Regions from separate parts of the Mus musculus genome. Here region 2 is linked to region 1. Evidence: chromatin contacts called from public promoter capture Hi-C data. All regions are on one chromosome and are shown on one strand. Each heading gives the region's core, a stretch centred on a gene start, on an enhancer-like site or on the middle of the called end of the contact. The rest is flanking DNA. Distances are from core to core; before and after follow the strand shown. Region 1 holds the start of Myo10 (myosin X). Region 2 holds the start of Otulin (OTU deubiquitinase with linear linkage specificity).

Region 1 (6,774 bases), core at 109-2,608:
CAGTCTGAGCACAAGCTTCGACTCTCCCAACTGCAGGTGGATAGGACATCAAGAAAAAGCCAAATATGTGATTGATCTTCCAACATCTGGAAAAAAAAAAAAAAAAAAAAAAAAACCTAAGAAGCGGGTACCTAACCAGGCAGGGTGCAGCTTGGGATAGTGAAGGCTGTGTCTGTTTCCAGAAAGACTGCCCTGGAAAGTATCTTTCTCAAGCGGCTGGCAGTTAACAAATCCTTTAAGTAGAACTTCTCAAGTCAGTTCATTGTTGTTCCCAGCTTGCCAGTTAACAACCTGCTGCTGGACCAGCTGTGTGGTTCCGGAGTGAGTCTGACAACACCCAGCCGGTTGGTTCAAAGGGTTCATAGATCCAGTACTTGGGTGACCTGATCTTGCTAAACTGCTACAGAAGGAAACTCCTTCTGAGCTGTTGGGAGTTCTTTCTGCAGTGGGCCAAGCACCAGCTTTGGAGGGCCCTCTGGACTCCTGTTAGGAAAGCAGACTTAGGAATCCCAGTCCGTGTTACAGGATCCCCAGATTCCTGGCCACAATAAAGCTGGAGTTGTCTCGGTGAGAATCAGGACTGACTCCTGGTGAACCGAGAGCAATTACCCATCTCTCTCGCATCTGCTCTACTTCCTTTACGTCCAGAAAAAGAGGTTACAGTTACAAGTGCTATAGGACACGTCCCCTTCCAGTATACAAAACATTTCCCTGTGGCTATCAAAAAACCCACTTGGAGCAGAGAAACTCAACAAGGAAAAGCAGCTTTCAAAAGTTCAGATTCCTGTTTTCCGCTTCCTGTCCTGGGATCGCACGATAGAGTCGCAATGATGAGATCCACGTGGAGCAGGTTCTTGGGGTGTCTAACATTCACCGCCGTGGGGCCCCTCCTCTTCAGTCCCGGGTAACTTTCTAGTATCTACGATCAGAGGGAAGAGTCAAGTCATCTAATAGCGCCTAGGCCGGTGGCAAGAAGACCCAGGAGAAGCACACTGCTCTATGGATTCAGAGTGGATCTAGGCGGTAGCTGGGACTCCGCGCACCCGCCGCTCTCAGGGAAAGCACAGGGCAGGGCTCCGAGGGGCGGGGCCGCGCATCCGGTGGGCGTGGTTTGGGTGGTAGCTGGGAGAGGGCGCGGCATGTAGGAAGCCCGAGCAGGCTGTGGGCGGGGCTATAATGGGCGTGACCAGGAGTCGAGTAGGCGGGGTTTGGGTATATTTGAGAGCAGACGCTCAGTCTCCGCAGGTTGGAGGAGTTTCTGGGGGCGGGGCCAGGTCCGTAGGAGGCGTGGCTTTACTCGTGGAGGCGTGGTTATATATTGGGGGCTGGGATTGAGGGCGGGGCGGACCGAGCACAAGGGTAAGCGAGACCGGAGAGCTGGTGAGAGCCGGCCGCGCCTGGGGCGGGAGAGCTCACCGTTGTTGGTTTGCTGGTGATCCGAAGTCGTCCACCCCACCCCCGCTGGGACCGAGCGCCCCCGGCGGAGCTCCAAGGGAGGCAGGCGCGTCGCCAGCCCCTTGCCGGCCCTCCCCCAGCTCGGGAAGAATGTGCCACCAGCTGTTCTCCTCCCGGGAGCACTTCGCCCAGAAGTGAGGAACTTGGAGGAAGGAGAGACAAAGGCTGTGGTTGGGACAGAGGAGGTCCGAGACGCGGACAAAAGGTGCGGAGGAGCAGCAGCGACCGGGGGATGGCAGAGCGGCGGCTCCGCGGGCTGGAGTCGCCCCGAGGCGCACCGTGACACGCGTGGCTTCCCGGGACCTGCCGCTGCGCTGACTTCCGCGACTGGAGCCGTGCCGGGAAGGTGCGGGCGCCGGAACAATGGACAGCTTCTTTCCCGAGGTGAGTGAGTGGCGGGGAGGACCTGGCTGAGACCGGGACCCGGACCGGCACACCGAGCGCGCCCCAGCGCCTGCGCGTCCCCAGGAGGGGAAACTTTGTGGGAATCTCCTGAAACCCCACTCCCTCCGCCGGCCCCGAGTCTCGGATGAGTAAGCCTAGGCAGGTTTGAGTTTGTCCTGCGCTCGCATGTCCCCGGGCGTGGGTGGCTAGCTGACACTCCGCGCCAGGTGAGTCCCCGGGCGCCGGGTGGGGGAGAGCTGCGGACCGGACGGCTCGGGTGCAGGAAACGCGGTAAAAGGCGCAGCCGGGAGGTGCCTTGCTCCAAGAAAGGTCTGGGACTTCCTTTGCTGAACGTGCGGGCTTCCTGTGGCTTCCAGAGGAGCCGGCTAACGAAGTGTGAGCCGGCCGGCTGGGTCCTCGGTCACTGCTTGCCCTGCCTCATTGGGCTTTCAAGTCTGGGGTCCTTACTTTACTAGTACTGCTCAGGTCGGGTTTGCAGATAATTCCAGAGTACGAGACCGAATGATCTTGTTTTTAATGCCATTTTTTTTGGCAGATCTTGAATTCGAGTTTAAATAAAATTTGTTTAGGGCAAACAATGGTTATTTTAGAAGATGAAACCGATGCCCGCTTTAGGGTCTTTGAGGGCGGGACACCACAGTTACTTGAGACGGGACTTGAAAGTTCCCTTTTCCCCCAGGGATGGAGAGCCGCTCTGGTTTCTTGGCCCCGATTCCTTTCTTGGTTGTGTTTATTTAATAAATTCTGTTTAAGTTTTGAGGTTTGAAGTGGCTCAGAGTAAACTTAGCTGACTTTGAGAGAGGCTGATGAGATTTTTTGCTGAAAAGTCAGGGTGAGGTTTTTGTGAATCCAGGACAGTCTTGGAATCTTCCAGCAAATCAGAGTGGTGAGAATTTGCCTGTGCTTTGGCTAGCTTGCTTTGTCAGAGTTAATTGGCTATAGTGTTTCAAGGTCTGACGTTCACTTACTGTACTCTCAGACAGCTACTTATAATGGCCACAGTGATGTATTGTATAATGTTCGAATTGACTTTTACCAAAGTGTTTGTCTCTGTCACCCTGAAAGGCATCCTGGAAAGACATTAACCATCCATTACTTAAAAGAAGGGAAATATATAGAAAATAGAGACCTCAGAAATATATAGAAACTAGAGACTCCTTAATGGCTTTTTAAATTCGTGGGTGTTTGTTTCCTACCTGTATGAAGGCAGCAGGACTTTTGAGTTGGTCTACAACAGTAAATTACCGCTAGGCTGGGTTTTTAGTTGCTTTTATCTATAAGAAGAATGAGGTTTTGTCTCTAGGGAAAATAGTTCTTGACTTGGTGATCTTTTAGAAAACTTGTGTGTGGTTGTTGAAGGGCCACCAGTCTCCCTAAGCCTGAAGACCAAAGTCTCCCCTTGGGTAGAACTCTGCCCCCTAGTGTTAGTGGCGGAAACTTAACCCTAGCACTAACCCCTCTAAGTTATGGGACTATTCAGTAATTCCAAAAACTCCTTTTCACCTGTGTTTCTCTGTGAGGAGATCTCCGTGATTGGAATAACAGTGAAGTTGTCTTTACTGGTTGCCTATTTTCATTTTTCCTCTTTCTAGTGAAGAATCTTAACCCAAAGATTAGTAAGTTACCAGCCCAAGGTTGAAGAATGTGTTACTGGAGGCCTAGCCTTTCCCCTTTGATGCCGGTGGCTGGTATTTCTGGGATATACATATACATATACATATACATATACATATACATACATACACATATATACACATACACACACACACACATATATATATATATTGCTTTTAATTTGCTGGCATGTTTATGTTAACATCATGATTTCTAGTGTTTATGTTATCATAGTGATTTCTAGTCAGCTGTCAGCATTCTGCCCTCCACGTAGCGGCGGGGCAGGTGAAAAAGCTAAACAGTGATGTAGTGATGGGAGACACACACCTGACATAGAGCCTTTTACCTTAATGTCTGAGAACACCGTCAGTTGTCCTGAGAAGGTTTATCCAGTTAGACTGGAAAGCGCTGGAATCACATGGTGTCCAAGGGCAACTAGCTTCTAGGGACTGATTGGTATCCAGGAGCAAGCTAGCTTCTAGGCCTTCCTTAACACTAAGCAGTGTTCTGCTCTTTGTTAACTTTTCTCTGTGATTTAGAGATAACGACCTGTTGCTTGTTAGCCAACAATTTGAAACTCATGCTAACAACTAAAAAAGAAATTAACCGAGTGAGGCCTTACATGTGTGAGTCAGATAACAAGGAAGTAGGAGACACTTGTGATTCTGTGTGGCTGCTGCGTAGACCACCTTTGTCATTGGGGGCCAGGTACCTCTTTGCTGGAGGGGCTGTCTACGCCCATAGCACAGAGAGCAACATCTCTGACCTTCACTCACTCAAGACATGTACCCTTCCCCTCAACTTTCAACACCCAGAATGTGTGCAGATGTTACTGAAGTCACTACAGCCACAAAACAACTCCCAGCTGAGCTGCCCTGAGAGAAGCAGTTGCCTCATGGTCCTAATTCCTGTGTGTGCGCTTCTTGTCTGCACTTGCCTGGTTTAACTGGGATCAGACATCCTGTTAGGGGCCAGTGGCCAGGGAAGCTTGCAGGGCTTGTGCCAATCAGCTGACACTGCTGCCTTTAAAATTCGCTCCAGGATTGGCGAAAGGGAGTGTGCCAAACTCCCCAGTCAGGTTTCAGTTTCTTCATGGCCTTCATTAAGTTTTTATGACTTCTCTTGAGTTAATTGTGTGTGCTCATGCGTAGGAAAGCTTGTGTTTTCTGCATTTCTTGTGACATTGTTATTAAAGAGTTGACTTCAGGCAGAAACTAGGTTTAGGTATGTCTGTAACCAGAAGCAATTATGTACAATAAAACACACACACACACACACACACACACACAGAGTGAGAGAGAGAGAGAGAGAGAGGGAGGGAGGGAGAGAGAGAGAGAGAGAGAGAGAGAATAGCAAAGGTTCCGCTGCAGAAATGACAAGACTGTTGTGCAAAATCGTTGAGGTTTTAAGTGGGCTCTGTGTTCCCATCCCCAGAGCCAAGGGCCTGTGGTTGTGTCTGGAATACAGTGGGGCGCCAAGCATTTCCAAAGAGCTCAGCTCTGCTTTTTATTTTAGGCAGAGGTGTGGCATAATGGCTCTCTGAGTAGCAGACCTTTCAGGGATTAACAACCACATAAATGGACACGTTCATGTCCATACTAAATCTATGGAGGTTGCATATACATAAATGTAAGTGTAGAAAGCGGATCGTAATGTTTCAGGAGGCAGCTTGTTAGTGAACATATGGTAGATAAGCCTCTTTCTCAGAGTCTGGTTCAGTCTGGCTTACAATGTAGCCCTAATGATGTTCCGAGGAGGGCTGCAGGTGTAAGTTAGTGGTAAAGGTCTGGAGTTAAAGACTCAAAACCACACGCGCAAACACACACAGACACACTACACAGAGACACACAAACATACATACACACTGTACATAGATATACAAACACATATACACCACATACACACCACACGCACATATACAAACACATACACATCACACACTCACAAACACATACCACACACAAACACACCACACAGATACAAACACAGACATACATAACACACACAAACACATACACCACACATATACAAACACAGAAAGACACACCATACACACAAACATATAACACACACCACACACACACACACACACACACACTCCTGCTTAGCTTGGGAAGGCACCATGCGTTGATTGTTACTTTGAGTTATTGAGAGAGCATTTTAAGCTGGGATATAGACCCCTCAGTCTCTCTTTTCCCTCCTCTCTGGCTAGTGTATTCTTTGTGCATGGGAGAGAGATAGTGAAATTTCTTGTTAGAAGAAAATGGAGACATTGGTATTTTCTGTCATCTCTTCCACATCTCATCTGCTCCTAATATGTGAAGGAGTGCTAAGGACCTGTGTCCCACCAAATCTTGAGGACATTAGCTGGGTCCTCTCTGCCTTGTTTCACAATGAGGTTACAGTCTCTGGCCTGGTCCGAATAGTCCTCAAGAATTCCCCTTGTCCAGTTTCCCCCACCCCATGTCCAGGACAGCAAAGCTGGAGGAACAGCTGCAGGCAGACAGTTGTTCTAGTGCAGAGCACTGAGCTCTTGGTTAGGCGAGGCTGAGAAAGCCTGCCTCTCCCACAGCACGTGGCCTGATGTGCTAGCTGTACATCTCAAAACCAGGCAGAAACCAGCCTGGGCCAGGCCTGCAGTGTTTAACCAGAGTCGGGGAGAGACAGGGCTGCATTCCGCCTTTCTAGCCGTAACCTCATTAAGTGGCTTCACTTTTGCGCACTCAAACCTTGAACTTGCTCATCTGCTCTTGGGATTAGTAGGGTTGATGTGTTTCAAAAGTTTGGGTTCTGATTGCCTGATACTTCCCTGTTAAGAATTTGCAGGGGAGTTGGAAGAGCAAGCCACCAGGGAGGCCTGTGTGTGGCTTGGTACCATTTCCTCTGCCACTCGAGCAGAGCACCACGGAAAGGCGAGTGAAAGCTTTCCATTCTTAGCATCCATCCATCTACCCTGCGCCTGCTGACTGGGATCAAAGCATCTGGGAGCCGCCTGTGGTCAGTAGGCTTTCCAGGGCCCTGACTGACAATAAGTGGACGTTCTACTGTCTGTCTCTCTTGGTTGTTAGGGAGGTGTGTGGTTAGATTTACAAAGCATTACCTGTGGTAGGTGGTGGATACTAGAAGTCAGAGATCAGAGCTCTACTTAGAAGTAAAAACAAAAAAACAAGCTAAAAAGTCTTTTTTGAGATGAGATCGTGACAAGATGTGCATTGCTCAGAGAATAATACATAATACTTGGCATTGCCCCGTGAGAGTCCTTTCCTTTCTAGCCTTATACATTTCATTTTATTTTTTTAA
Region 2 (7,177 bases), core at 2,942-5,441, 2.0 Mb after region 1:
ACTTCAACTGTACAGTTAAATTTTAAACCAAAATGATAATAACTCCTAACTAGAAATTTCCTAGTTTCGCATCCTGGCATTATTTGAAAGGATCTGTTTTCAAGTTCCCAATAAATACTATTTACCCATTTTCTCATGAGCTAGACTACTCTATTCTGAATCCAACATGCCAAACTGAGTAAGCTCCAGTACATGCTAAATTATAACTAGTACCTCTTCCTTTGCTCACAGATTTCCATATCAACAAATTTTAAAGGTAAGAGTGTGTGTGTGTGTGTGTGTGTGTGTGTGTATGTGTGTGTGTCTGTGTGTTGTGGGAGGGAGATTGAGCTAGGCCAGCCTTGAACTCCTGATCCTTCTCCAACTCTGCCTTTGGAGTGCTGGCATTACAGGAAAGAAGTACTAAATCCAGCTAAGACTTGTTTGCAAATGCTTACTAGTGCAAACAAAATTATACTATTTCCAAGAAAACTGTAAAATTAAAGGCAGAGGTCAGTGAAACAGATTTCTATGAAGCCATATTTTCAATTTCTGATTCAAGACATGAAATGAAAACAACCAATTCTAACGTCTATGCACAGCTTACAAACACTACTGTTTTCTTGTTATTAAAAAGCAGCATTTATTTTGGTATTTACTACTTTATGTGCATGACTGCTTCCCTGAATGCATATCTGTATGCCATTCGTGTGCCTAGATCCTGAGGCCAGAAGAGGGGGCGGGATCCTCTGGTACTGGAGTTACGGGTGGTAACTGTAAGTGCTGAGTGAGAGCCTAAACCAGGTCCTACACAAGGGCGGCAAGGACTCTTAACCACTAGCCATTTTTCCAGCCCTCTCTGCAGTATTGGTAAGGTGGAGTCAACCAATGTGACACCACACATCTTCCTACCCAGACCCAGAAACGTAAAGACCACTAGGCCTAGCCTTTGTCTAGTCTGGTGACTGCAGAGAGGATAAACAACAGAACACATACAGGAAAGTACCAGCACCTAGGCCAAAATTCCACCCACTTCTGCAAGTGGACTTTCCATGTCAGCTCATCCTGCTCCATGTGACTTCCAGAAGCGCATAAGGACAACACAGCTGCCTGCAACAAGGAGGTCTGGAAACATCCTGGGTGACTCCTCAAGCGGGGTCTTCCTTGCGTGAGGAAAGGAGAGGGAGTCCACTACATCCCCACAGCTACACGCCTTCTTACCCCACTCTGGAAGCTAGGCTGGGCAAGGACAGAAAACAGCATAAACGAGGGTTGACAATCCCTGCAAACAGCCTAACACATAGAGGAGTGTGCTCGCAGACCCTTGAAGAATACCTTAGCTTAGAAACACAAGTTTGCACTCAATTTCATCGGGCTTCCCAGACGACTGGTATGCCTCCATACAAGAGCATACCCAGCATCAATCTCAGAGTAAACCCCAGTCCCATCCTCAAGTAGACTGAGAAGGCGCACGGGGTAGTCTGTGACTTCCCTAACCACTTCCGGTTTGGTCACGCCCTTGAGGAGGATAGCGTGGTATGACTGTCTAAGGGTTCCCCACATGAAAGGATGAAGGGAAGGGAAGATGGAGCAAAGGAGGCCTGTGATGTGAGCAGCCGGGGAACCTGCACAAGGTCAGTTACTCTGGTCTAATGTCAGGCCTCTTCAAATGGGACTCCCAGCTTTACAGTGACCATCCCTTGGGGCTTGTGCAGGAGGCAGTGTATACATGTGGTTTGGGTGTCCCTCTTCCCCAGTCCTTTCCCCTGTGAAATGCGGTGAGCTTATTAAAAAGAAATCAGAACAGCTGAGCTACTAGAGCCAAACCCCAAGTTCATAATTCACCTGTAGGCTGCCTAGGACTTACACTCATAACCAATCTCCCTCAAATGTAGTAAAAATAACGCTATAGCATATCTCAAATCATATCCAATCTCACCATGGTCCCTATTTTAAGGTAAAAATATTTTCAATAACTCTGAGTGGAGAGGTCTGACCCCTGAGCCTAACACAGATTTAAACGCACATTCTTAACAGCATTAAATTTATAGCCAAACTATTAAGCGGCTTATATCACATACGCACATATTACACTGTCAACTATTTACTGTTTCTCTGATACGGGACCCTAGAAAAGCCCCACAGAGAGAAAGAGCCCAATCCACTACTCATGTAAGGCTGAGTCAGAAAGGCAAAATGGTCTAGCAGTGTGGTGTATTAACCAGTAATACTTGTGAGTTACACTATACACTAGCCTCATTTCCACACCTGAAGAGTCAAGAGAAAATGGGTCAATTAAAGCCAACACAGGCAGTAAGGAAAAAAAGAAACAGCTAATAACATTCAAATTACAAACATAGGCGTGGTTATAAGCCATGCCTCTCTGTCCAGTGTTGCTGAGGAGGTCAAGAAGAAGGGGGTAAGGGGTAGGGAGTTGGGGGGGGGGGGGGAGGTGTCAAGAACCATGGTCTTAAAATCTCCTACCTGTTTCTCCCTGCCTAACAACACAATCCGCACCTGTTTCCTCAAGAGTGAGATGACAAACCCAGGTTTCAGCTTTAAGACTAACAGCAGTGTGAAGACTCCTTCCCTTTGAGGTCCGTTCCCCAAGGTGTTCGTGAGAACCACCACACCAGAAAACCTTCCAAACAACTGTGTGTACGTTGGAGAATGTGGTTCTGGCCTCAAAGGCTCAGGTATCTTTCAAGGCATGTGAAACTGCTAGGGTAAGACTGAGGTGCAGGGCTTAAAAGGCTGGGCATCCAGGAAAGGAATGGACTAGGAAAGCAGGCTGAAAGGCAGAGCCGTCAGGAAGCAGAGGAAGAGCAGAGGAAAGAGACATCTCTAACCTAGACAGTTTCAACCTGGCAACCACAGACTAGACCAACTCAAACATGGCCCTGTAATATAAAGGAGCTCAATAGAAAGAAAAATAAGTGTCCCTACTTAAGAATCAGGACATTTCATTTAAAAAAACCAGGCTATCTAGATTCATTGACTACAGCAACTATGGCTGAAGCTTAGATAATGCTGACCCAAATAAAGAGCTAAAAGCTCCCCAAGTCCCAAAGCTAACAGACAATGTCACTAACGCTAATTGGCAGCCTAGCTCTTAGAGAAGGTTAAGGCTTCCCACTCTATACCTTTCCTGTTACCACTAGCTCATTACAGGAATAATTACCATCACACTCGGGCGCTCAATAAACGAAAGCGGTCAAAGCCCACCGCAAAGCACCTCACAACTGAGCTGCTATTATATCCCGTCTTCCTTAACAAGGCTTCAAAAGACCCCTTCTTAGGAAATTGAAAGAGCTCTAAAGGTCCATCTAGACACACCTTATGCTTTAACTTTTGGATCATAAGAAAACTGACTGTCGGAGCTTTTGATTTTCTAAGTCCAAAGACATCTAGAACTGTGCCACGAACTCAGTAGACACCTCCAAACCCTGCACAGTGAAATCGCTTCTAACTTACTGTTTTTCTTCACAGTCAATAAGGAACTGCTCTAAAACTGTGTGCCTGTGTGTGTGTGTGTGTGTGTGTGTGTGTGTAAAAGCAAAGAGTGGTAGGAATACCTAGCCAGGGTCTGACGGGGTAAAACGGAGAGGGCCAGCCTGTGGCCAAAGTCTGTCCAACAGGTGGGAAACTCTTCAAGTGGTGACATCGCAGGACAATTCTGTGGCTGTTACTGGGGCGAACTCACTTCCTCCGAGCTAGGTTAGGGGAAAAGAGCTACAGGGAGTCAGTGGATCATTAAAGGGGCCTCTCTGGATTTCTTTCCCAAATTCCTAGCGCTTTCCCTAACTTCAGGATTGGACAGTTGTCAAAGCGGGAGTGTGGCGGCCTGGGTGACCGAGCTGTGACAGGGTCCACACTCCCGACTCTCTACTGCTCGGTCTGGGTAGCCGACCTGAAACCGAGGGAACCCACGCAGCCCCGCGCCCGCGCCCGCTCCCACGCCCGCCCCGCTCACTCACTGCTCGGCCGGGCATCGCGTCGCGGCCCGGGGCTGCGCGCCGGCCGTCACCTTCCCGCCGTCCCGCGCCGCGGCCCCGGCCTCGCGCGCCGGCGTCTCGGCGCAGCTTGCACCGGGCCACGCTCCGGGCTGGGGCATGGTTCCCCGACTCATCCGCGGCCACGCCGGGCCCTGCCGTCCCGCCGTCCGGAGCCGTGGCTGCGCTGCCCCGCACCCCGCGAGGTCCGCAGAGCGCTTCCGTAAGCGTCACTGTGGCCCGCCCCGCGACCTTTGACCTGCAGCAAGGGGGCGTGGCGAGAGGCTAGGGGACCTGGAACGGGCGGGGCTGGGAATGGAGGGAGGACGCCTGCGCAGAGCGGATTTGAGCCGCGGAGCCTGGAGCGGCCCGCGCCGTGTGCCCACTGCGCATGTCCGGGCTCAGTAGGTGGTGTTGGGGGATGTTGGAGGCTGGGCAGGACACGCGGCTGGGCGGTGTGGAGTTGAGAGAGTTAGGATGCCGGGTAGTACTTACCTCGGTACAGAACTTCATCCTTGGTCCCCTAAAAGTTCTGCTGGCACCGTTCCTCAGTGCCAGCGCGGCCTCTGGAGCCCACGTGGCCTTGACCTCGGCTGTGGGGTCGTAGTTGAGCAAGCACAACATTCTGTGCCATCTTGAATTAGATTGCTTCATGTGATCGATTTAAGAGTAAGAGTAAAGGGCTGACATTAACAGATTTCCAAGGTATGACCGTGGAGGCGCAGAAGCCGGGGAGAGTGGGTGAGTTAGTAGGCATGGCTCCAGCCTTGAGGCAGAACCCGAGTATGGAGCAATAGCGAGGCAGGGACATTTCGGAAGCCTGCAGATAGGTTCAGGGGCAGAACCGAAAAGTAAGATTGGAAGTCAGATCATAAAAAGCCAAGTTTAGATTGATAAGCTTGAGCTTCGTCTTTTCCGTGTTCTCTCTATAAGGCCATTTATGAAAGATCATTTTTGCCTGCAGTTAAATATTAAAGCATAGGACTAAACTGATGTTCAGAGGTGAGGGGAGCACACTAGTGTTAAACATCCCCAAGGCTGATTGGGTGATTAAAACGTCCTTGATTATGGAGAGCTAGAATATTACCGATTAGGAGTAAGCTGCACAGTCTTGGGCGATCTTCAGTTCTCCTTAATAGCCATTTATTGCCAACCTCATTATAGCTTTTAGGTAAATCATTGGGATCTACAGACTTACGGCCAGAATAACATCAGATCACATAACAAACATTTAACAAACATTTCTACCATCTACCTGATGCGTTTTAGAAAGACCTTTGACTTAATGTTTGATTTGTTCTGTTACTATTTAAAAAAACAAACAAACAAACAAAAAAGCAAGGAAGCCATTAGGCTGGAGCATATGGAGACTATTTGGAATAAGTCAAATCTGTGTTCCTGGACCATTGTGCCTCATATTTCCTTGGCTCCAGACTAAACTATCTTACTTTCTTTCAGGGGAGGGCTATGTTCTTTGTAAAGAACCTGTAAAGATAAACTCGGGGAGGTGGGAACATAAGAGGATAAACTATAGAAAGAACATTTGTGCTGGGTGAGATGGTGCACGCCTTTAATCCCACCACTTGGGAGGCAGAGGCAGGCGAATTTCTGAGTTCGAGGCCAGCATGGTCTACAAAGTGAGTTTCAGGACAGCCAGGGCTACACAGAGAAACCCTGCCTCAAAAAAACAAAACAAAACAAAACAAAACAAAAACAAAAACAAGAGAAAGAAAGAAAGAAAGAAAGAAAGAAAGAAAGAAAGAAAGAACGTTTGTCTTGAGACAAATAACTCTGAGGTGTTCTTTTCCTTTTTTTTTTTTTTCTTTAAAAAGTAAGAAACACACCTGCTGAAAATTCAAAGCATAAAATGGTAAGCAAACTGGTTGAGGAACTTAAGGAGGAAGGATTGTAGTAGGTCATCACCCAGTTCACGTCCATCTGGAACATCCCAATCTGACTTCGGGGGGCCGGGGGATGGGGGAAGAATCTCTGTCTATGAGATTAGTAAGGTGATGTCATGTTGGATTGGGGTGTCCTGTAAAGCTATTGATTGGTGTTTTGAGAGGAGAGACTGACCACACAGACAGATAAACAGCAGAGGGAATAAAGCCATGTGGGGAAGAAGACAGAGATTGAAGGAACGCAGCTAAAACCTAAGGAATGATGGAACTTACCAGAAGCTAAGATAAAGCAAACAAAGGCTATCCAAAGACTCTTTGGCTAAAGCTTAACCCTGCCAGCAATCTCACAGCACACTTTCAGCTTCCAAAACTTTAACTTTCTGTTGTTTGCCCTCTGATTTGTTGTTTTTTGTTACAATAGTCTGAGGAAATTAATACAAGGCTCAAGATGAAGATATCTAAAATTTTACCACACTAAATATGTTTGCAACGAGTCTAACAGGTAAAGAGCCTGAATTCAAAATAAGAATTCAGAAATAAGCTTTATTGCCCAGATGGAACTACGTTAGCTCTTGGGCTCTGAGTTGTAATTTAGCCCTTAGCAGTTTCCACATTCACATTTCACACCCACAGAATCTCATATGTATCCATCACATTTGGTGATAATAGGCAGGAAGGAGTGAAATGGGAAGAAAGTGAAGGATGTCTTTAAATTCAGCACTCCATAACTTCAGGGGGCTAAAATCCTAGAAAACCAACAGGCACCCAAGTCAAGGAGTTTCCAGAAAACTCGAAGAATGAATTTAAGGGTGGAGATTAGAAAGGAGTGAGGGGTGTGTGTGTGTGTGTGTGTGTGTGTGTGTGTGTGTGTGTGTGTAGCAGGAGAATCCTAAGAAAGGTTGTGACCAAGGCCTTTCTTAGTAAGGCTTTACTAGGGTGAAGCATGAGAAGGTCAGCTGATCAGGGCAGTTGGCCTACCCATGGCTTGTTTGTGTGCTTCTCCATCTGGTGGGTGGCCTGGAGCTTTGGACACACCTTCAGGACAAATAGTCTCCCTCCCAGGATCTTACTCCTTGGGTGGTTATGCCTCTTAGTTGTATTCACCATTGTTGGGGGGTGGGGTGGGGGTGGGGGAGGGGCAGGGAAAGAAAAGAAACAAACTTGGAGGGAGAGGCTTATTTTGGACCAAAATTCTTGGGTTACAGCCCATCATTGCAGGGTGGTCTAGGCAGCAGGAACCTGAAGCACGTAGTCTCTTCCACAGTTAAGAGTAGAGAAAGAATAAATGTGGACTTATCTTGGGAG

Evidence for each region. Promoter capture Hi-C pulls out the DNA fragments that hold promoters and counts their contacts.
Region 2: a contact with region 1 is called in a promoter capture Hi-C map of liver, with 5 times the contacts expected there. The contact joins the promoter of Otulin here to the promoter of Myo10 in region 1. A contact is called at or near these places in 4 of 39 promoter capture datasets (3T3-L1-derived adipocytes, liver and pre-B cells) and 1 of 115 datasets of contacts at active chromatin or transcription factors (thymic regulatory T cells).

The regions. Positions count from the first base shown.
Region 1 is chr15:25,621,192-25,627,965 of GRCm38.p6, forward strand. Myo10 (myosin X) reads left to right here and starts at 1,359. Exons shown (of 41, transcript NM_019472.2): 1 at 1,359-1,839. The coding sequence starts at 1,819.
Region 2 is chr15:27,626,502-27,633,678 of GRCm38.p6, forward strand. Otulin (OTU deubiquitinase with linear linkage specificity) reads right to left here and starts at 4,192. Exons shown (of 7, transcript NM_001013792.2): 1 at 3,957-4,192. The coding sequence starts at 4,108.